Linked DNA regions of Muntiacus reevesi: region 1 is linked to region 2. Evidence: chromatin contacts called from public Hi-C data. All regions are on one chromosome and are shown on one strand. The core of a region is the stretch at or near the end of the contact, and the rest is flanking DNA. Distances in the headings are between cores, read along the strand shown. Region 1 holds the start of PDRG1 (p53 and DNA damage regulated 1). Region 2 holds the start of TPX2 (TPX2 microtubule nucleation factor).

Region 1 (2,741 bases), core at 142-2,641, 180 kb before region 2:
TTCCCATCCAGGCCCATATGGCAGGGGTCAGGGGTCAGCCTGGCCCAGGCACCTTTAAGCCCCAAGGTGGAGGGGAGATAATCCGAGGGTCCAGGCCTCAGGGATGCCTGGTGAGCCCTGTTTCTCCTTTGGCAAATGTTCCCCCCTCCTTCACAGGGCCTGTGTCTGCGTTTCTGAACCAGAAGGTATTTACACAAAACATCCTGGGTTTGGCGACAAATTCACCCTTAATGAGGAATCCTTAATGAATCTCCTTCTTTCCCCATGCCAGGTGGCTGCAGGGAAAACTAACTGCCTCATCAGTTGAAAGAAACCAAAGGCCAGGCAAAGACAGGGTGCTTCGAGGACTTTTGGGGCCACAACTTGGTGGGGGGGGTCTTTTTTTTTCCGGATCCAGAAACAGCTGTGGTCTGGAAGCTTGAGCATCCTGGGCCATGTTTGCTCCTGGCTTGCGGTGGGACAAGGAGCAAGCCTCAGGGTGCAGCTGCGAGATGTGTGATAACCCACCCATACAAAGATGGCTGTGAAATTCAAGGAAGGCAAGGGGTGTGAAAGGGCTTGGTTACAGTGGCCAAAAGGAGAGAAATACAAGCTGGACTCAGGGAGACAAGAGGTCAGAGCTCTAGTACTGGGTCTGCTGTTGACTTTTTAAAACCCTCACCACCCTCTGAACCTTGGCTTTTCCAGCTGTACAATGAGGAGTTTGGGTGTGAAGATCTCTAGGGAATCTTCTGCTTCGGAAGGGCATCCACTTTCCACCTGCCTGCTTCTTCTTGGAGATCTTCCCAGCTCCTACAGCCCGCAATGATTCACTTTCCAGCACTCATACAACTCTCTTCTGAGCTGGCACTTCATCACTCACCGCCCTTCCTTGGGTCTAGGTCAGCTATTCCTGACTTTGGGTCCAACACAGGGGCTCAATGAAAGGTGAGGTCAAACTGAATTTTAAGATTCCTGCCTCCTTCCAATCCTGCGGAAACACAATGAGAAGGATTTTTATTCACTCTCATTTTATAAATCGGAAACTGCTACACTTGCTTCCTTGGTGCTCCTGAGGCAGAGGAAGAATGGTTTGATTTCTCCAAAGCCCTATCACTGCCTGCCATAGTATATAATTATTTGTTTTGTCATCAATTGTTTATGTTACCCACTAGATGAAGTAGCGCGAGGGGCAGGGACTTCGTTTTGTTCACTTCCGCATCCTCAGCGCCTAAGAACAATCTGAAGGGAGGGCGAGGTTAAGAGGTTTGGACCTGCAGGGGGCGCTCCAGCCCCGCCCCCAAGTTAGGCCCCGCCTCTCGCGTCCGCTTTCGCACGAGCTTTGGGGCCTGCGCGCCTCCGTTCCTCTTTCAACTGCGCATGCGTACCGGAAGCTCTGTGAGAGCGGCGCGTGCGCGGACGGAGTTGCAGCGACGCAGAGCCGGAGGTGAACTCGATAGGATCGTGTCGAGGCGGAGTTGCGGGTGGCAGGCATCATGCTGTCGCCCGAGGCGGAGCGGGTGCTGCAGTACCTGGTGGAGGTGGAGGAGCTCGCCGAGGAGGTGCTGGCGGACAAACGGCAGGTAGGAGGCCTGTCCGCGGGGCAGGGGCCCGGGTTTTGCGGTTGCGCTTGCGAGCTCCTAGGGCAGCGCGCAGGTTCCGGAATCTGGCTCCAGCTTCGGCTCGCTGTGAATTGACCTAGTCTTGTGGGCCAAGGGCTGTGACGACAGACCGGGCGGTTGTGAGATCATGTTGGCCAAATGTCGAATGCGTGGCACAGCGCCGCGCTTGACTCCTCTATTTGGCACATATTAAGCTCGTCTGTGCCAGGCCTTTCCTCTCTAGCCATCCTTCCTCTGCCCGTTGCCCAGCTTTCCGGATCCCGACCCATTACCTCTTTGGGCCTTTGGTTTACCTGAACCGCTTTTTCAAAATGCAGTGTCTGGGCCCCCACACCGACCTGGGCTGCACCGCTCCAGTCCAGGCCAGAAGAGGAACAGAAAAGAAGTGTGAGTGGCCTAGTAATCGCGCAGGAGTCGGGATGTGGAAGAAGTGTGGGGCCCAGGCCACTGGAGGGCCGTGGAGACCTGCACAGGGAGTTTAAGGGAGTTTGTGGTGGGAAGAGAGTTATGATATAATGGATTGAGACTTCGAAAGATCCCTCTGGCTGCTCTGTAGAGCAAAGGCTATAAGGGGGCAAGGGGTAAACGAGGGGCCAGGTAAGGGGTGGGTTTGGGCCTAGGTGGTGGTAATGGGTCATCTCCATTTGGAGATGGCCTCCATGATGCTGAAGTATAGGGGTGAGGGAGTAGGAGGGATCAAGAATGATTTCGATTGCTCATCTCCAGTTAGACTGATTGGATGCTTGGTCAGTTGGGTATTAAGGGAGAGCCTAGTAAACACTGCATCAAAGTGTGCTGGCTGACAAATAGCAGTTAAAGTTGACTGAGTACTTACTGTGTATCAGGTACTGTGCTGACTTAGTTCCTAGGTTAATAACCTTGGTGGTGGATCCTCTTCCTGTCCCTGTTTTTCAGAGAGGTGAAGTCACACAGGTCATAGCAAGCTGCAGGATTCAAACCTGAGTGTTCGCTCCAGAGCCTCCACCGCCAGGCAGTATACTGCACGGCCGCCTCACTTCCTTAGTAGCTGCTGTGCTGTGACCACCGTCTCAGGGCCAATACCCCTGCCTTTCTGATATAATATTGTTGGGTTTCTCAGGATACTCGGTCAGAATCAGCTGGAGGAGCTTGTTCAGGAAG
Region 2 (2,700 bases), core at 81-2,580:
AATACCGAATTGACACACCCCACAGTACAAAACCGAAACAACCAACCAAAGGGACTCAAGTTTGATTTAGGGGTGGCTTGACAGGGGGTGTGATACACTGAGGCCGCAACACAAAAATATCCTTAGTATTGCAGCAAATAGTTCGAATTTTGACATCTCATGAGACAATTTCAAAGACAGACCATAGATTATCAAGACAAGGTAAGGCTGAATCAGGGCAAACTTCAAGTGATGATCTTAAAGCGAAATCTGTAGAGCACTCCGATGCTATCTTGTCCTAAGCAGGACTGATTGAAAGTTCTTGGTACCTAAGTACTAGAAAATTGTGCGAAAAAGAAACCACTAATGAAGAAAACCGGAGAAGGAAATGGCAACCCACTCCAGTATTCTTGCCTGGAGAATCCCGTGGACAGAGGAGCCTGGTGGGCTCCCGTCTATGGGGTCACACAGAGTCGGACACGACTGAAGCGACTTAGCAGCAGCAGCAGCAGCAATGAAGAAAACAGGGAGAAAAACAATCTTACAATATTATAATCTGGTTCACTTTTTCTTTCCACTCCAATCTGTTAAATGTCTTAGGACAGGAAATTAGAAAGACAATAATACCCAGTGATGCACACAAAGGGGGAGGGCTGATAAAATCGAATGAATTTTAAATCCCCCGACAGAAAGTCAACTCCAAGTCGAATTACACGCCTTCAACTGTGTTCTCATTTCCTTTACCTTTCTATTTTACAAAATAGTTATGAGATGCAGTTGTTTCGTGGCTACACCTGTTTTCCTCCACCAAACGCCACACGTCTTGAGGACGGGCTACTGTATCACCCATTTCTAGAAATTTATCTAGATCACGGGCCTCATTTCCCTCCTATAAAAGACGGCTAAGACTAGCAGCGACTTCACTGGCTTGGGGAGAAAATTAAATGAGAAAACACCCAGTGCTGAGTCTAGTAAACGCTTATTATTGCCTGTGTGCTGGGTAACGATACGGTAATTTCATTACCCTAAGCCCACAGCCTCACCCTAATTCCTCCTTCTATTTCCCACGTTGGCCTCCGCCTCTACCTGCAAACAGCCTGCTAGACCTGGTCCCGCCGAACTTCACGGGGAAATCCTGTATGGAAGGGAGGCCGGAAGCTCAGCTCCTGCTCCGCTCCAGCTCCGCGGGTCAGGGCGTCACCCCCGCAGTACACGTCCCAGTAGCTGCGCCCTCCACGCGGAGACCTCCAGTCGCTTGAAATTAGGGTGAAGGCCGCCGGGCGCCCCAATTGCTCCTCTTTCCTCCTCACTGCTCGCCTCAGCCCAGCGCTGTCAACCGACCGCCGCGAAGATCCGCCGCGGAACTCATTCAGTACCGTTGAAAAATTTGAACGCAGACTCTGCACAAACGCACCAATCAGCGTGCCGGGAACCGGCAATCCCAGCCTTCCGGTTGGCTCCTGAGATGCTGGCGACGCCGGAAGTCAGGGTGAGGGACAAGCAAACAACCGGCCCCGAAGGCTTCTGGGAAATGTAGTGTAACTGCGAGAGCCGGTTGCAACAACTCGACAAAGGAAGTTACTGCAAAGCCCAGAATGCTCCGCTACAAACTATTTTGGGATAGGTGGTTAAAAATCCGCCTGCCGACGGAGACCTAAGAGACACGGGTTCGATCTCTGGGTTGGGAAGATCCTCTGGAGGAGGGCTTGGCAACCCACTCCAGTATTCTTGCTGGAGAATCCCATGAACAGATGAGCCTGGTGGGCTAACGTGCATAGGTCGCAAAGAGTGGGACACGACTGAAGCCACTTAGCACGCACCCTTCAATGCAACATAGACTGGCCCTTAGATACTTTGCCAACTGTGGAGTCTGTCAAACTCTTCATTCAAGTCCACGCCCGATGGATGTTAGTGCCTGAAGCCACGGTTTTTAAAGGATTGTTCTTTTCTCCTTTAATTCCACCAACATCCTTGGTTTTATTACCCTCATATTGTAGAAGAGAAAACAAAGGCTTAGAGAAATTGAGTAAACTTGTTTAAAATCACATTTTTTTGAGTGGAGAAGATGGGATTTGCATTAAGAACATCTAGTCCTATTTATCATCAATAATCACTTAGGAGGTAATAGCAGCAACAAGAACAAAAAGATCAACAGTCACACACACACACACACACCCCTCGGGATTTTGTTTTAATTAGTCTGTGGGGCTTGTGCACTGGCACTTTCAAGTGCACAGGCAATTCTCATATGCAGCCGGGATTGAGAAGCATTACTCCAAACCAGTAGTTCTCAAAGGACCAGATGATCAGTATAATTGGAAACTTATTAGAAATGTAAATTTTAGGTCCCACGTGAGACCTATTGAATCAGAAACTCTGAGAGTGGGCACAGCAATCTGTTTTCTATCAGCCCCTCAGCTGATACTGATGCCCACTGAGTTTTGAGACCCCTGCTCTAAACCAAGAGACACTGGCAAAATCTCAGGCCTCGGGACCTATTTGTGTTGACAAGAAGGGTTTGAGCCAGATGGTCTTGGCTCTGGGTTCTCCCAGGACCCCTGTTATTCCACCCAGCATTCTGTGAGGCTGAGATGCCTGCTGCAGATTCTGGCGCCGTGTTACCCGAGTGGCCCAGGAATCCTAGGTGTGGAGGGATGGTCCACTCTGTTGCTGCGTGTTACTTCCTAAAGTCATCTGCGCCCGCCTGAATATTCTCCGTCT

The links. Hi-C and Micro-C count contacts between places; a contact is called where the count stands out from the background.
Region 1: a Hi-C map of muscle shows a contact between it and region 2, with 4 times the contacts expected there. The contact joins the promoter of PDRG1 here to the promoter of TPX2 in region 2. A contact is called at or near these places in 2 of 3 Hi-C or Micro-C datasets (blood and muscle).

Annotation. Positions count from the first base shown.
Region 1 is chr2:59,793,669-59,796,409 of mMunRee1.1, reverse strand. PDRG1 (p53 and DNA damage regulated 1) reads left to right here and starts at 1,391. Exons shown (of 5, transcript XM_065921807.1): 1 at 1,391-1,562. The coding sequence starts at 1,476.
Region 2 is chr2:59,618,589-59,621,288 of mMunRee1.1, reverse strand. TPX2 (TPX2 microtubule nucleation factor) reads right to left here and starts at 1,330. Exons shown (of 18, transcript XM_065921797.1): 1 at 1,066-1,330.